2 separate regions of the Hordeum vulgare genome follow, and region 1 is linked to region 2. A link is a contact called in public Hi-C data. All regions are on one chromosome and are shown on one strand. The core of a region is the stretch at or near the end of the contact, and the rest is flanking DNA. Distances in the headings are between cores, read along the strand shown.

Region 1 (6,457 bases), core at 2,122-4,621, 110 kb before region 2:
CATCATCGCCTCTCCAATGACTCGAGAGTAGTTCACTTCAGACCTACGGGTCCGTAGTTAATAGCTAGATGGCTTCTTATCTCTCTTGGATCTTCAATACAAATTTCTCCATGATCTTCATGGAGATCTATCCGATGTAATCCTCTTTGGCGGTGTGTTTGTCGAGATCCGATGAATTGTGGATTTGTGATCATATTATCTATGACTTATATTTGAGTCTTTGCTGATTTCTTATATGCATGATTTGATATCCTTGTAAGTCTCTCCGAGTCTTGGGTTTCGTTTGGCCAACTAGATCTATGATTCTTGCAATGGGAGAAGTGCTTGGTTTTGGGTTCATACCGTGTGGTGACCTTTCCCGGTGACAGAAGGAGCAGCAAGGCACACATCGTGTTGTTGCCATCAAGGGTAACAAGATGGGCTTTTATCGTAGATATGAGATTGTCCATCTACATCATGTCATCTTGCTTAAGGCGTTACTCTGTTCTTTTGGACTTAATACACTAGATGCATGCTGGATAGCGGTCGACGTGTGGAGTAATAGTAGTAGATGCAGAAAGTATCGGTCTACTTGTTTTGGACGTGATGCCTATAGATATAATCATTGCCTTAGATAACGTCACGACTTTGCGCAGTTCTATCAATTGCTCAATAGTAATTCGTTCACCCACTGTCTACTTGCTTTCATGAGAGAAGCCACTAGTGAACACTACGGCCCCGGGTCTATTCACAACTATCGTTTCCACTTTCACTTTTACTTTGCTTTGTTTTCTTTGTTGCTTCAGTTCTCACTTTGCAAACAATCTATAAGGGATTGACAACCCCTTCATAGCGTTGGGTGCAAGCTCTTTGTGTTTGTGCAGGTACTTGTGAGTTGATGCAATCCTTTCTCTGGTTCGATACCTTGGTTCTCAAAACTGAGGGAAATACTTGCCGCCGCTGTGCTACATCACCCTTTCCGCTTCGAGGGAACACCAACGCAAGGCTCCAAGGCCACGGGGGAATCCTTTGCATATTTGCCAAGGAATTCCCTAAAGGCGTAGCCGTAGCAGAAGGATTCCTGGCGCCGTTGCTGAAGAGTATCAAGACAAGAATAGTCTCCCGTCAACACGCTTGTTTCTGGCACCGTTGGAAGATCTTTTGTTGCAATAGCAACAAGCATCTGGGAAAGATATTTAGATATGCAACCTGAATCCCAAGAAAAACTCAACCATTCAAATGTATAATGCTCTTACGGGAAAGTTCCAAGCTCCGGTGATATTCCAACACATTTGAAAAAATGGCAATAGACATAAACACAAATCTATTTTTGGTTGGCTTTGCATGATAGAGTTAACACTAAAGCTCTGCTCAAAAGAAAGGGTTTCCATATCAACAGGTACAACTACACCCCATGTGACCATAATACCGAGGAAACCTTGATGCACCTCTCATTTTGGGATTGTAATTTTGCTCTTACCTATTGGGACTTCTTAATCGTTGATAAGCGAAGGGGCATTTGATTTTATGATGATGATGTCCTTGCTCTTGAGCAGTTACCATCACCTATTGCCTTGGGTATCATCACTCTTGGATGCTGGAACATTTGGTTACAAAGAAATGGCAAAAGGAAAATAGAAACGCAACTACACCCTTTGCTGTTGCTGCTGCTGCGGTCCCTAGTCCTTCTCGTTGCCGAAGGAGATGACAATCTCCTCCTTGCCGGAGGAGCCGAGCGCCATGGATGCCAAGGGCCCAATAGAGTGAGGGTGTAGACGCCAAGATCTGCATGAGTGGAGCTTCCACCGCATCCGCCTGCCGGCATGAAGAACCAGGACTTCGGCATGGCCGCTGGACTGGGAGATGAGGCAGGGCTCGGGGACGATGATGGGAAAGGGAGGGGGTAGAGCGGCTATGTGTGTCGGCGATGCACGTCTTAAATAGTCGCGGACAAGCCACGCGAAGGGACGGTCAACCCGCTTCAATGTGGCGCAGCAACCGGAGTTGGAGTTGGTTTCTCGAGACGCAGCGTCTGCATTGAGGCGACGACACCCGGGAGGTTATGTCCATCAACGCGACCCTCCCATCCGGTCAAATGGGGGGCATCAATACCGGACGATGCATGCTCTAGGCAAGCATGAATGTGGCACGGCAAGCAGGCATGAATGCGACGTGGCAAGCTTCGCGGGCATTGGATGGAAAGCGCGGGAGGGCCAGGAGAGTCAGACACGAGCGTGACAGCGGTCCGGATCCCCCCCCCCCCCCCAGCAATCCACGTATACTTTGTCTATGGTTTACAGGGGAAAACACGTTCGACCGTCGGATAGAGTGATACATGACCATGTTGGATGGTTTCTGCGGTCAAAACCACGCGGCCCGGACCTATGCCGAGAATTTAAGAATCCGCGTTCAAGATGCCCTAAGTTCTGAATTGTTTTGACAACAATGTTGCCCAGAACTGGAATAAGTTGACCTCCTTTGTTTATTTGTAGCTAGACTATATAGTCTTCTCTTTCTGGGAATGGCGTTTTGGCTCTCGGCTTTCATGAATGTCAAAATTTTAAAAAAAATCAAATTTCAAAAAATTTGGTTTCAAAAAAAATTGAAAAAAACTATACAACTAAACAAGGATGTGAGCCGTATGTGTGTAAAATTTCAGATCAAAATAGTTTGAAATGCAACTTGTACAAAAAAGATAAATTCATGGTCTGAAAAGATGAATAGTATCATGTGTTAAAAAGTCTTTGATTTGTTTTTTGTACAACCCACATTTCAACGTATTTAGTTCTGAAAACTTACACACTTGTGCATTATACCTCCATCTATCTATGTATTTTTTTCAGAATTTTTTGGAATGTAAAAATAAATTAAAAACATGAAATTTGAATTTTACATTTGAAGGCATCCATGGATCTCGGCCTCCAAAAACAATTTCCGTCTCTTTCTTCTTTTGTTCCCTCGTTGTAATATATCCTTATAGGAGTATTATTGAGAAATACCATAGACCTAGTATTGTTCTACACTTCAGTTCTTAAAGAATACGCGGATTGCCTGCGGTCTTCACTCTTCTCTCTCTTCTCAAAGCAAGATTGACTTATTCATCAAATTAAATAGGAACGGACGGCTGGTAATTATCGGATTTATTTTTAATTTTTTTGCAGGTGCTCCCTGCATGGTTATTCTGCGAATTTTTTTTAGTACCTGGGCATGCCAAATAGACACGACAAACACCATGTCAAATCAGCGCTGGCATCAACTCGAGTCGCCGATCAAAAGTCAGAAAATCAAAATCCGAGGCCTAGAAGTTTCCATTGGCAGTAAACAACAGAGTCCCCTATAGGAGATATCAAAGAGATTCCCCGGCAACCTATCATCTCCGGACACAAGATTCCGTCGGCCACCAAGCCACCAACGACTCATCACGCAGCGCCAGCCACCAGCTCTCTCTTTTTCTTCAGATATGGCCTGGCTTTTCATGCTTGTCAACAGCAGCGATTCTCGAGAGACAGGGACACAAGGCCTTCTGTATCATAGTTTTATCCATGAATTGTGAATGGCTGATCGTCATCAGCCACACACAGAGGGAAATGTTCTTGCCTGATGACACCATGCACTCGCCGATATTCCCATCCACATTTCGGTATGGTATGGATAAGTAAGTGCTTAACGTGTCCTGGAGGGTAAACCGCCCATAATTGGAGCAGAACAGGGGAAAGCACCCTCCACCTGTTGGTTTGGATTGTTCTCCTGACCCTGTGAGAGTTAACAACGGGATGTTTATCTCTAAGTACAACTGTAGTGATGTATATCCATTCATGATTCATCCGCATGTGTTTACCGTGGTTACGACTCTGCGTCTTGTTCCACCTGCTGAGATTTTCAGGGGTGGAAAGTAACCAAGTTGGTGTGTTCCTCCTGAGCCAAGAAGAAGAAGCATTCAGAAGAAGAAAACAAAGCAGCGGATTAGCTTGGTGACTACGGAATGTTAATTTGACTTTGCCAATGGGTGCCTGTGTACATTCAAATAAGTGCATCCAATGGTTGTCCAATTTCACTGGAAATTACAGACGGATCACAGCCCTCAACGCGCGAATCTTTTATGTCATGTAGTCCTACTAGTAGAGGATTTGAACTTCATTCTTGCAGAAGGATAGTTTTGGTCAGTATACATGTGACATGCATGTAAAAATGGGACTAAATAACAAAATATATGCATAGGCACCAAGGCTCCAGAGAACATAATATATGCATCATTTTCGTTGTTGAGGAAGTATGTGCATCATTTTCTCTGGAACATAATATATGCATCATTTTCGTTGTTGAGGAAATATGTGCATCATTTTCTCTTGTGTTCTTGTCCATGTCGTCGACGTGCGACTAGAAAGCGACGGCCAGGTAAATTTGAGCCCCTCGTCGTGCGAGTAAGACAGTGCCGAATAATTTACACTCCGTTGATTTTAGGGTATGCGTCCGGTAATTTTTAATATGTACCCGTGGATTCAATCATGCGAGGTGTTAGCTGTTTATGTGGTTTATAAGCAGGCAAGAGGGTTCTCTGATGGACCAAGAGTGCAGCTTGCTGCCATCGTTTCTGGTAACGACACTGGTGAACCAAGCAACAGCAACAGGCTGAGCCTCCCGAGCTGGAAGCTAAGATTCTTGTGGTGAGAGTTTTCTTAAACGACAACGTCTAGATTCTTGCTTAATTACCTTGATGAGTTTATAACAGTTCCACGTACGGTTGAATTTTGCTGTTGTATTGTGCTTATTTTTTCAGCAGTTCTCGATGAAGTGCAGTAAATCAAACTACCTATATTATAGCTATCGATCCGTTTCGAGTAATAATAATAATATAGTTATAGATGGGGTATTCCTCCTTTTCAAAAAAAGTATAGTTTTTCTCCTGAACGCAAAAAACCATTATAGTTTTTCCTTTTTCATGGTAATATGTGTTTCATTCAAAACATAAAGATTAAATTAAAAGTCACGTAAAGAACGACATAATAAAACTAAAAAAATAACATAACATTGGTGAGCTTAACATCAACGTTCGTCACCCCTCTAGCACCACGACAAGAGTCGTCAAAGAAAACAAAATGACGGATTACCTCATCATCCAAATTCAACGCAGCTCCATCGCTGATATGCAGCTTGCGGACCTCCAAGGTGGTTCACTAAAGATTAAGCTATTACCGTTGAACGAGTCAGACCAGGGCAACACCCCCGACATACCATCGAACTTCAGATCTGACACCCCAACACGACTAAGATGCCGAAGGAGAAAACCATACCTGTCATCCATCAACTACGAACCCAGGACACGTTTCGTCTTCCAGATATCGTCGATGTAGACCACAATCTGCATACGCTCCTCGACTACCGTCCAAGCTCTGCACCGACGCTGGAGTAGACGCCGTCGCAATGGCGGTTCCCGAGGACACAAGTCAACCACAAGGATATTGTCACCGCCACAATATTCCCGCTTGAACAGACTGGTTTCCAAATCCATCACCGAGCATAGAGACGATCACTTCGTCAGAGAAGAATCCGGTGCTTCTTTATTCAACATCGTCATCGCCGTCAGCGAAGCCAAAATATCGAATGATCCAAAAACCTAAGCTCCTAGGGTCCTAAACCTAAAGCAAAAAAAAAACGCACGCGCGGGATCCAATGACCCCCCCCCCCCTCCTCACGACCGACGACCAAAAGGTCGTGGATGGAGGAGAGCAGTTGGAAAACGGCGTCTAAAGGTTGGATTTCTTGACGACGACGACGGTGGATAGGGTTTCTCACGCTAGTCAAAACCGCCTCGCACACCCGTGTGGCAGGAGACGAGCAAAAATACTAAACCTACATGACTCTAAAAGAAAAATATTATAGTTAAAGGCCTGCTTCGATACACCACCTCCATAAATCATATAAGAGTCATACGGTCATTTCATCAACCGAGTATACCCATGTGCATATGTGATACAAGGCATCATATCCATTTTTTATTAAACTTCAAAAAATGTGACTTATACCATTTTTTATTAAACTTCAGAAAATGGTACACAACATGAATCAAACTCAAGACCTCTCGGTCTAACGAAAATTCTCTAACCAACTAAGACATTCCACTCCTTGTGCATATTTACTTCATTTTCTCCTTTTATTCTACTTCATTTCTCGGTTGGGCCGGCCCATTGTTGAACCGGTTATTTTATCGCTATTTTTCCTATTTTTTTTATTTTATTTTTTCTTTTACTTTTTGTTTTTAACAAATGCTCATCCATATAAAACTTTATTCAAATTTTCAAAAAACTCACTTTAAAAATTCTGTTCAAAAAGTATGAATATTCACATTTCAAAAAAAATACAAAAATATGTCAACAAATTGCTCATTTCTATACCTAATAATAAAGAGGCTATTGCTTCCGTCGAAAAACCCACCGCGGCATTTTTATTAAAAAAAACCTGTAATTTTTGTTATTCAACC
Region 2 (7,076 bases), core at 2,373-4,872:
ATTTAATAAAAGGACTTTTATTTAAAAGAAGACGAATTTTTAAAGGGGGTTGAAACCGAATTTTTTTTACGCAACCCCAAAAAAAATGAAATAAGAGGGGAGAGAAGGTTTAGGTCCACGGTGCAACAGGGTTTGAGGTGGCTCTCACGCACCCACTCTCATCACTCCAACAAGACAACGCCACTCACAAGGCACTGAGACCCAACAACACGGAGCAACAAGCAACACCGACAAAACACAGTTGACATGATGCCATGCATGATGCCATGATGCAAACTACACGATGATGCAACGAACGAAATATAATCACACGACAGAAACGGAAATAAAGGGGAATCTTCTGGGCCGTCGGTCTCAGGCTGTCACACGTTCCCCGCCCTAGTGGATTTTGGGTCCTACAGAGGCCCATTGTTCTCCATCTTCTCCTATATGAAGCCATCTACCCTAGAAAAAATTGAGAGCGGTCTTTCGAGACCAACTATCGTTGTCTCAAGGCGGAACACCTTTGCTCTTCGGTGAAGCGATTCCTCTAGGGAAACCTCGCTCTGGAAGGGGTAAATCAAAGACATCGTCATCACCAACACTCCTCTCATCGTGGGGGGACTATCTTCATCAACATCTTCACTAGCACCATCTCATCTTCAAACCCTAGTTCAGCTCTTGTGCTCAATCTTTGTACCCAACCTCATGACAAAATGAATCGTCTTTTCCTGTTTTACAAAAAAACCCTTTGTTTTTTGGTAAATAATCCTCACTCCACCGTTAAGTGATATAAAGGGATTATTTTTTCATTTTAACGGAAATCCCCTATTATCTCTCTAATTAACCTGCAGTCCATTTAGAACAAATAATACCTTTTAAAAATATTCATATCTTTTAAACCCTAACTCCATTTTTACCATGGTATATATGAAATTCGATTAGAAAACGTGTAGAACATGAATATGATGTTATTTTATGTGTTAAATAATCTTGAAATTCTATTTAAGGTGCAATCTTAATCAATAGCGCATGATCCATCTTTCTTTCGTACCAATACCATCCCGAAATGCAATGAACAACTCATCAAAGCCGAACTGAAGATGAAATAAACCGTTGATAATAGTGCATGCACGCCTCAGCAAAATCTTGCATGAAAAAAACAGATTTCTCATCTTATACCAAGAGATACGTCTTGACAACACCTATTTAGGTCTTACTCATGGTTATTGGGTTAGCATCATGCGATATTTACTTTTCCATTTGCAACGTACAGTCTCTACTGCTAGTAAAGAATACTCACGTGGCCGCCGCCTCCTCTCCCAAGTTTAGGTTTCTTCGCCTCCCGCCAGCATCACTATTGGTCTGCCTCGTCTCCGGTGGCCTTAGGGCCATGGAGGCGTGGTGGATCCCGACCCTAGTCGGTGAGAGGGCTCCATTTTTAGATGTTACTTTAAGCTTTGTTCGGGTTTGTGTTATGCTCAGAAAGCGAGATGACGACGGCTCCATGAAGATGGAAAAATGTTCTCCCCGCCTAGCCCCTGTTTCGGTGGTTTGTCTAGCACCGTCGGTGGGCGTGCAGAGATGTGCTTTCAGTGGATCTATATTTGGTAGACTTGTTCGGATCTGTTCATCATTTGTCTACGTTCGTGTGTCTTCAGGTTGAATTATTTCGATGTACGCTACTCTTCATTGGTGACAGTTGTTGTTCTAGTGCTCTGGTCCCATGGGGCCTTAACACGACGACTTCTCTATTGAATACTAAAACAAGTTTTGCCTGGCTCCGGCGAGGGAGGGGCGATGGCGGTGGCGCGCCTTCGGCTTGCTTTAGTTCTTGTAGTCGTTGCCGGTGGGCTATGAATCTGTATGTATTTTTTTGAGAGTATATTGGTTGTACCGTCGTGATTGAAGATGAATAGATAAATAAGTAGATTTAATCTTTGGGGCTACTACGAATCAACCGAATGTTATTTTAGAGAAATCATCCGCCTATTCAGCCCTTCGATAAGCGTGCTAGTTGCCGTTGGATCATAGCAGCAGCGAGCGTGACAACTTCAACACATCGCCATTGAAGTCCCGGCGGAGCTCCAGCGCAGCATCGAGGGCGTCCAACGAGCTCCATTACAGATCTGGTAGAGCAGATCTGGTAGAGCTTCAACGCAACACCGACACTCCGTCGAAGCTCCATTGCAACTCCAGCCAAGCTTCAGTGCAACCCTGATGGAGCTCCAACACAGCGGTTGCGTCTCCGGGGAAGCTCCATCGCAGCTCCAGTCGAGTTTCATCGCAACTCTGACGGAGCTCCAACACAACATTGACGGCTCCGACGAAGCTCCATTGCAACTCCGGCCAAGCTCCATTGCAGCCCCGACGGAGCTCCAACGTAGCGCCGACGGGCTCCGGCTCAACGGGCTGCGTGTAGTTTACTGCACTGCAGATCCGCCGGTGATTGGTTAGCTCCTACAGTGGTGGCTACCGTCGATGGGCCGGTAACCGATGAAGGCTTTCTGTTGCTGCGTCGGTGGAAGGAGATGTGGATTCCGACAAGGAGATAAGATTTCAATGGTGAGTGGTGGGAGACGAGGAAAACGATGGAGACACGCCACCCACGACACGCATTGCCAGGACGAGGCGACGTAAGTGTCCCTATTATCATCCGGCTGGAGATAAACGATTTCCTTTAATCTTTTATTGAAAAGAAGTTGTTTTTTTCGAATGTCAGCAGCAAAACTGTCAAATTCATTGATCAAAAGAAGATTTTACAAGAGCCCTCTAAGGAGGAAAGCACTGTAAAAGGGAGCGCAAAAAAGAAAAGAAAGAAAAAAGACCCGCCAACAGCATCACAAAGCCACACTCCACCTTCAATCGAGAACATCATCAGAACCTATCGTCGGGATCTCCAACGTGACGCCTTCAAAGAGGAAACGATGTTGAAGTCACTGTCGTCACCCGATCAGGCACTGCGTGATCTTAGGTGTTCACCCAGAGATCACACGCTATATGGTAGGAAGGACAAACGACTCCACGACGATACCTTCAAGAAGGAAGACGACACCCTAGGGTGCCGTTACCGCCGACCACGACCGAGTCGATGCATGATTTTCATCCGGAGTCGGCCCCTCCGTCAACAATCCCCGGATCCGAGGCCACCAACGCCAAGTAGCAGCACAATCCCAAGCAAACACTACCATAAACAAAATGATCGAAGCCGCACATAGAAAACTCGACGAGCATGCGCCAACCTACTGGTTTGCACCGCGGCTCGCAGTCTTGAACAAGCAGTGATGGAACCAGGATTTGGATATGGACACTGATAGAGGAGACCAAATACATACATACTAGTATATATTGATCAAATATACATTAGGTATTTCAGGTTTTGTCGATTGTTTGGAGGAGGGAGGGCAGGCCCCTGCTCGTCCCCCGTCTCCGCCCTGATAACAAGCCAGGCCGGATCTGGCCAACTTTAACCTCCGTGTGCAGAAATGGGCGATCCTCCACACGGTAGCGTACATGGAAGGTCGAAGGTGAACGCGAGGCCCAGCTCATTTGACCAGTCAACCCACGATCAAGTGGGCCCCACACCGCCACTCGACTTCTCGTTCTCGGTTTCACTTCCCGCCTACTCATCTCCCCTCCCTCCCAAACCCACACCCCTCCCAGTCCCAATCCCTAACCATGGAGCCGCCGCCGGAGGCATCCACCCCTCGCCGGCTCGCCGTCGCCGACCTCCTCCGCCTCCGCCGCCCCACCACTGGTGCATCCTCCCTTCTTTCCCCCTCTCCCTCTCATTTCCCCGCCGCCACCACCTCGCAGCCCCGCAAAAAGCCTAAGCTCTCCGCCACGAATCCTGCCCCTACCACCGCCCCCTTCGCGCCAATCCCCCACCCCGTCCTCCTCGCCGGCACCCTCTCCCTCCCTTCCGCCGACGCCTGCCGCAACCACTGCCTGTCCCTCTCGGACCCTTCCTCCGCCTCCTCTGTCTGCTGCTACCTCCTCGAATTCGACCCCGCCGCCATCGGTCGCGAGATCCTCGTCCTCGCCTGGAACTACCTTCCCCCCGTCCGCCAGCACGAAGTCGGCGTGCTCGAGGCAGTCCGATGGTGCCTGGCAGATGCTCCTGGTCCGGTCCCCGTCCCCGGCCCTAGCTTCCTGACAGCGATCCCGCTTAATTCCGTGGACGCGGAGCCTGCTTTAGCCACCCGCGGCCGCATTTTTGGGGTTGTGAGGTCGGTGAGCGTGGTGTTCAGTGTGCCGCATGCCACACAGAAGGGTGACTTGGTCGGCTTCATAGCAGAGATGATGTGCTGTGGGTGCCGCCAGTGCAAGGTATCACAGCCAGAATCTCACCGCGGTCACAAGTTTGAGATGGAGAAGTTCGTATACTTTGTGGATTTGGCAAGCAGGTGGCGGCCCGTACTGGCACGACTGATTGGCAGGCCGGTTTCTGTCACGGGGCTGAAGAAAAAAATGGTCTCCGTTGGGAAGAAGGGCTCGTACACCATGTTGGTGTCATCAACTGAAACAATGGTGTCATGGTGCCCATCCTATGTGGGCGTTCCACCATTGGATGAGTTGCCAGGGAAGTGCAGTGGAGTGTACACTGGGGTTGTCTCTGGAATCTACATGCAGGGTATGTTGGTTGAGCTGGATGAGACCGCGTGGCTGCTAATTGATGATAAGCGGCTTGTGCCGTCACATTCTCTTCGAGTTGGCGCTGTTGTATGTTGCTAATTTGTTTTGAACCTTGGTTTGCAATTTCTTCACTTTTTGATTAAATAGCTTTAAATGCCAGCGTGTGACTGTTCTGGTTCTTTTGTAGATCTCTGTGAAGAAATTTCGAGTGGTTCGTCTAAATTTTGCTTGGACGACAGTTGTTCTACTTGGAACATGCAGTAAAACTAGCATTACTGTAAATGCTTTCTCCGTGGTGGACTCGAAGTAAGATATGACTTTTGGCATATCAGTATCTTATGTTACTGGCATCACTCAACATTTTTTGCTGTTGGTGCAGATGTCATACAAGGGCAGAGAATAATGGTCTTTTGGACAAGTCTATTAACTTTTTGGAGCTGCCTGGTAAATTTTGGTATGAATTTTTGATAGTTCTACTTCTCCATGATATGCTTACCTGATTGAAAAGGGACATATTTGTTCTCATGGTATGCTCATCTTTTGTTCCATCATTTTCCAGGATGTTACTTCTGACATCGTGCTTTAAACAGAAATTCAAGTTAGATTCCAAGAAAGAGATCTGGGGCTCGAAAAATGTAACTTTGCTAACTGGAGTAAATAATATATTACCCCATTGTATTTCCTGCTAATTTATTTAACTTAATCTCTTGAACTGCAAGGTATCAACAGAAGCAAGGATTGGTTCATACCTATGCTGCTAAAGTTCCCTCTTCAAAGGGTTTCGAACCTCAGGCAAGCTCATTAGCAGTACATGTGTGATGTGTTTCAAATAACGAGTAAATGATGTAGTGTTGCTCATTTTTGCATGTGCATAACAGCTGTTTGTTTCACAGTGTAAAGTAATCTAGTCAACCTTTCTTATTGCCTCGACAAAATATATATTTGCTCTACTAGCCTTTCAGTCTCACCATAATATTTCCCCCTGAAACATATATAGAATATGTAGAATAAACGTCTTTCGGGAATCCTTTCTCATTGTTCAAAATCTATTTTCCGTGTGAATTGCTTACCTGAATCTGGTTGCGCAGCATGATTTCCTTATGAAATTCTGCAATCATGATTGTGGCGGTTCAAGCACAGGATCAATATTGGAAGCTTGTAAATTGGTAATAGTTTCTCCTTTTATTGTTCGCGGTATGCATGAAAATAAATTTGTTTTGGTTTTGTTTATTCACTTGCCAATTATTTTTGGTTAGGCAATACCCTTCGCCAATTTTATCTGCAAGGTGGAATCATTGTGGATATCAATGATGCTCAGATTTTGGAATGACGCGGAAGAACTGGGCAAGAACCTGGGATCTAACAAGTTTCTATGTGGTGGGGTTTCCCATCCTGTTACTAGCAGAAGGATAATTTCAACTGGTGATCTGGGCCTTGTATTAGTGGGATGCATGAAGGTTATTTTGAAAATTTTATGGCATCTTCTTCAAAAATAATCACATTGTTTTTTATTCAGTCCATCTGTCCTTGTAACATCAAGGGCAGCCCGGTGCATGTAGCTCCTGCTTGCGCAGGGTCCGGGAAAGGGTCCGACCACTTTGGGTCTATTGTACGCAGCCTTTCCCTACATTTCTGCAAGAGTCTGTTTCCAGTGTCCTTGTAACATACCAGAAGTAAAATTGATGTCACCAATTGGAGGTGGAAACCCGCTCAATCAATTTATTTAGATAGATGAACACTCATATTTTGCATTTGTTGTGGCATCCTAGAAGCTTGTCATAAACTATCCATGTATTATTGTTGGCAGATGCTTTTACTTTTGCCGGCTTATTATTGAATATGATTTGCATGCAGACAAGTTTATAAACAGATTATGTCAACTGATTTGAGGGTACCATGTTGCCAAGTGTCATTTTGTTTTTAGACTTTTGAAAGTATACGGCTGGGAGATGGTAAATGTCTTTCAGTTTCAACTTCCCACAAAGCTTTCTGAAATAAAGACGTGGCTTGTAGATGGACTCTCTAGGTCTACGGTTTCATCGTTTCTGCTTTCTTTTGCCTTTCGTTTTGGTTAGCCTAGGCTTGTTTTTGTTGCTGTTTTTTTTCCTTTCTTTGGTTGTGTTGTAAGACCCATGTCATCTTGATGCTTTCTTGTAATGCAAAAGGACACGCACTTCGGGTCTTCTTCAAGGAAAAAAAACAAGTTAATTTTATTAATTGTATTTACTGCAGAAGTTAGAGATTACTCGGTTTCATGACCTAATGTTAAGATCTTGGATTTTGATGCACTTGCTGACCGTGTCTTTGATGCATACAGATATCCTCACTGCCATTGAGGCTGCAGTTGGTTGATGACACAGGATGTATAGATGTTATTATACCTGATCTTCCGCCAAATGTTTGCATGAATGGCATCTATGAGGTGATTGTCATAATTTACTGTACGACATTTCACAAAAAAG

What was found. Hi-C and Micro-C count contacts between places; a contact is called where the count stands out from the background.
Region 1: a contact with region 2 is called in a Hi-C map of leaf, with 6 times the contacts expected there. The contact joins the enhancer-like site here to the promoter of LOC123395590 in region 2. A contact is called at or near these places in 3 of 6 Hi-C or Micro-C datasets (leaf, seedling and an unstated tissue).

The regions. Positions count from the first base shown.
Region 1 is chr5H:412,777,650-412,784,106 of MorexV3_pseudomolecules_assembly, reverse strand. No RefSeq gene overlaps it. Among protein-coding and RNA genes, the nearest start is that of LOC123395590, 110 kb to the right of the region's middle. Within about 2 kb of position 3,371, at least 2 of the 3 cell types and tissues checked have open chromatin away from gene starts, as enhancers often do. A contact at or near this core is called in leaf, where this site is marked.
Region 2 is chr5H:412,663,045-412,670,120 of MorexV3_pseudomolecules_assembly, reverse strand. It overlaps LOC123395590 (CST complex subunit CTC1), which reads left to right and starts at 3,622. Exons shown (of 16, transcript XM_045090610.1): 1 at 3,622-4,701; 2 at 4,802-4,920; 3 at 4,994-5,068; 4 at 5,174-5,249; 5 at 5,344-5,406; 6 at 5,703-5,780; 7 at 5,871-6,071; 8 at 6,932-7,036. The coding sequence starts at 3,658.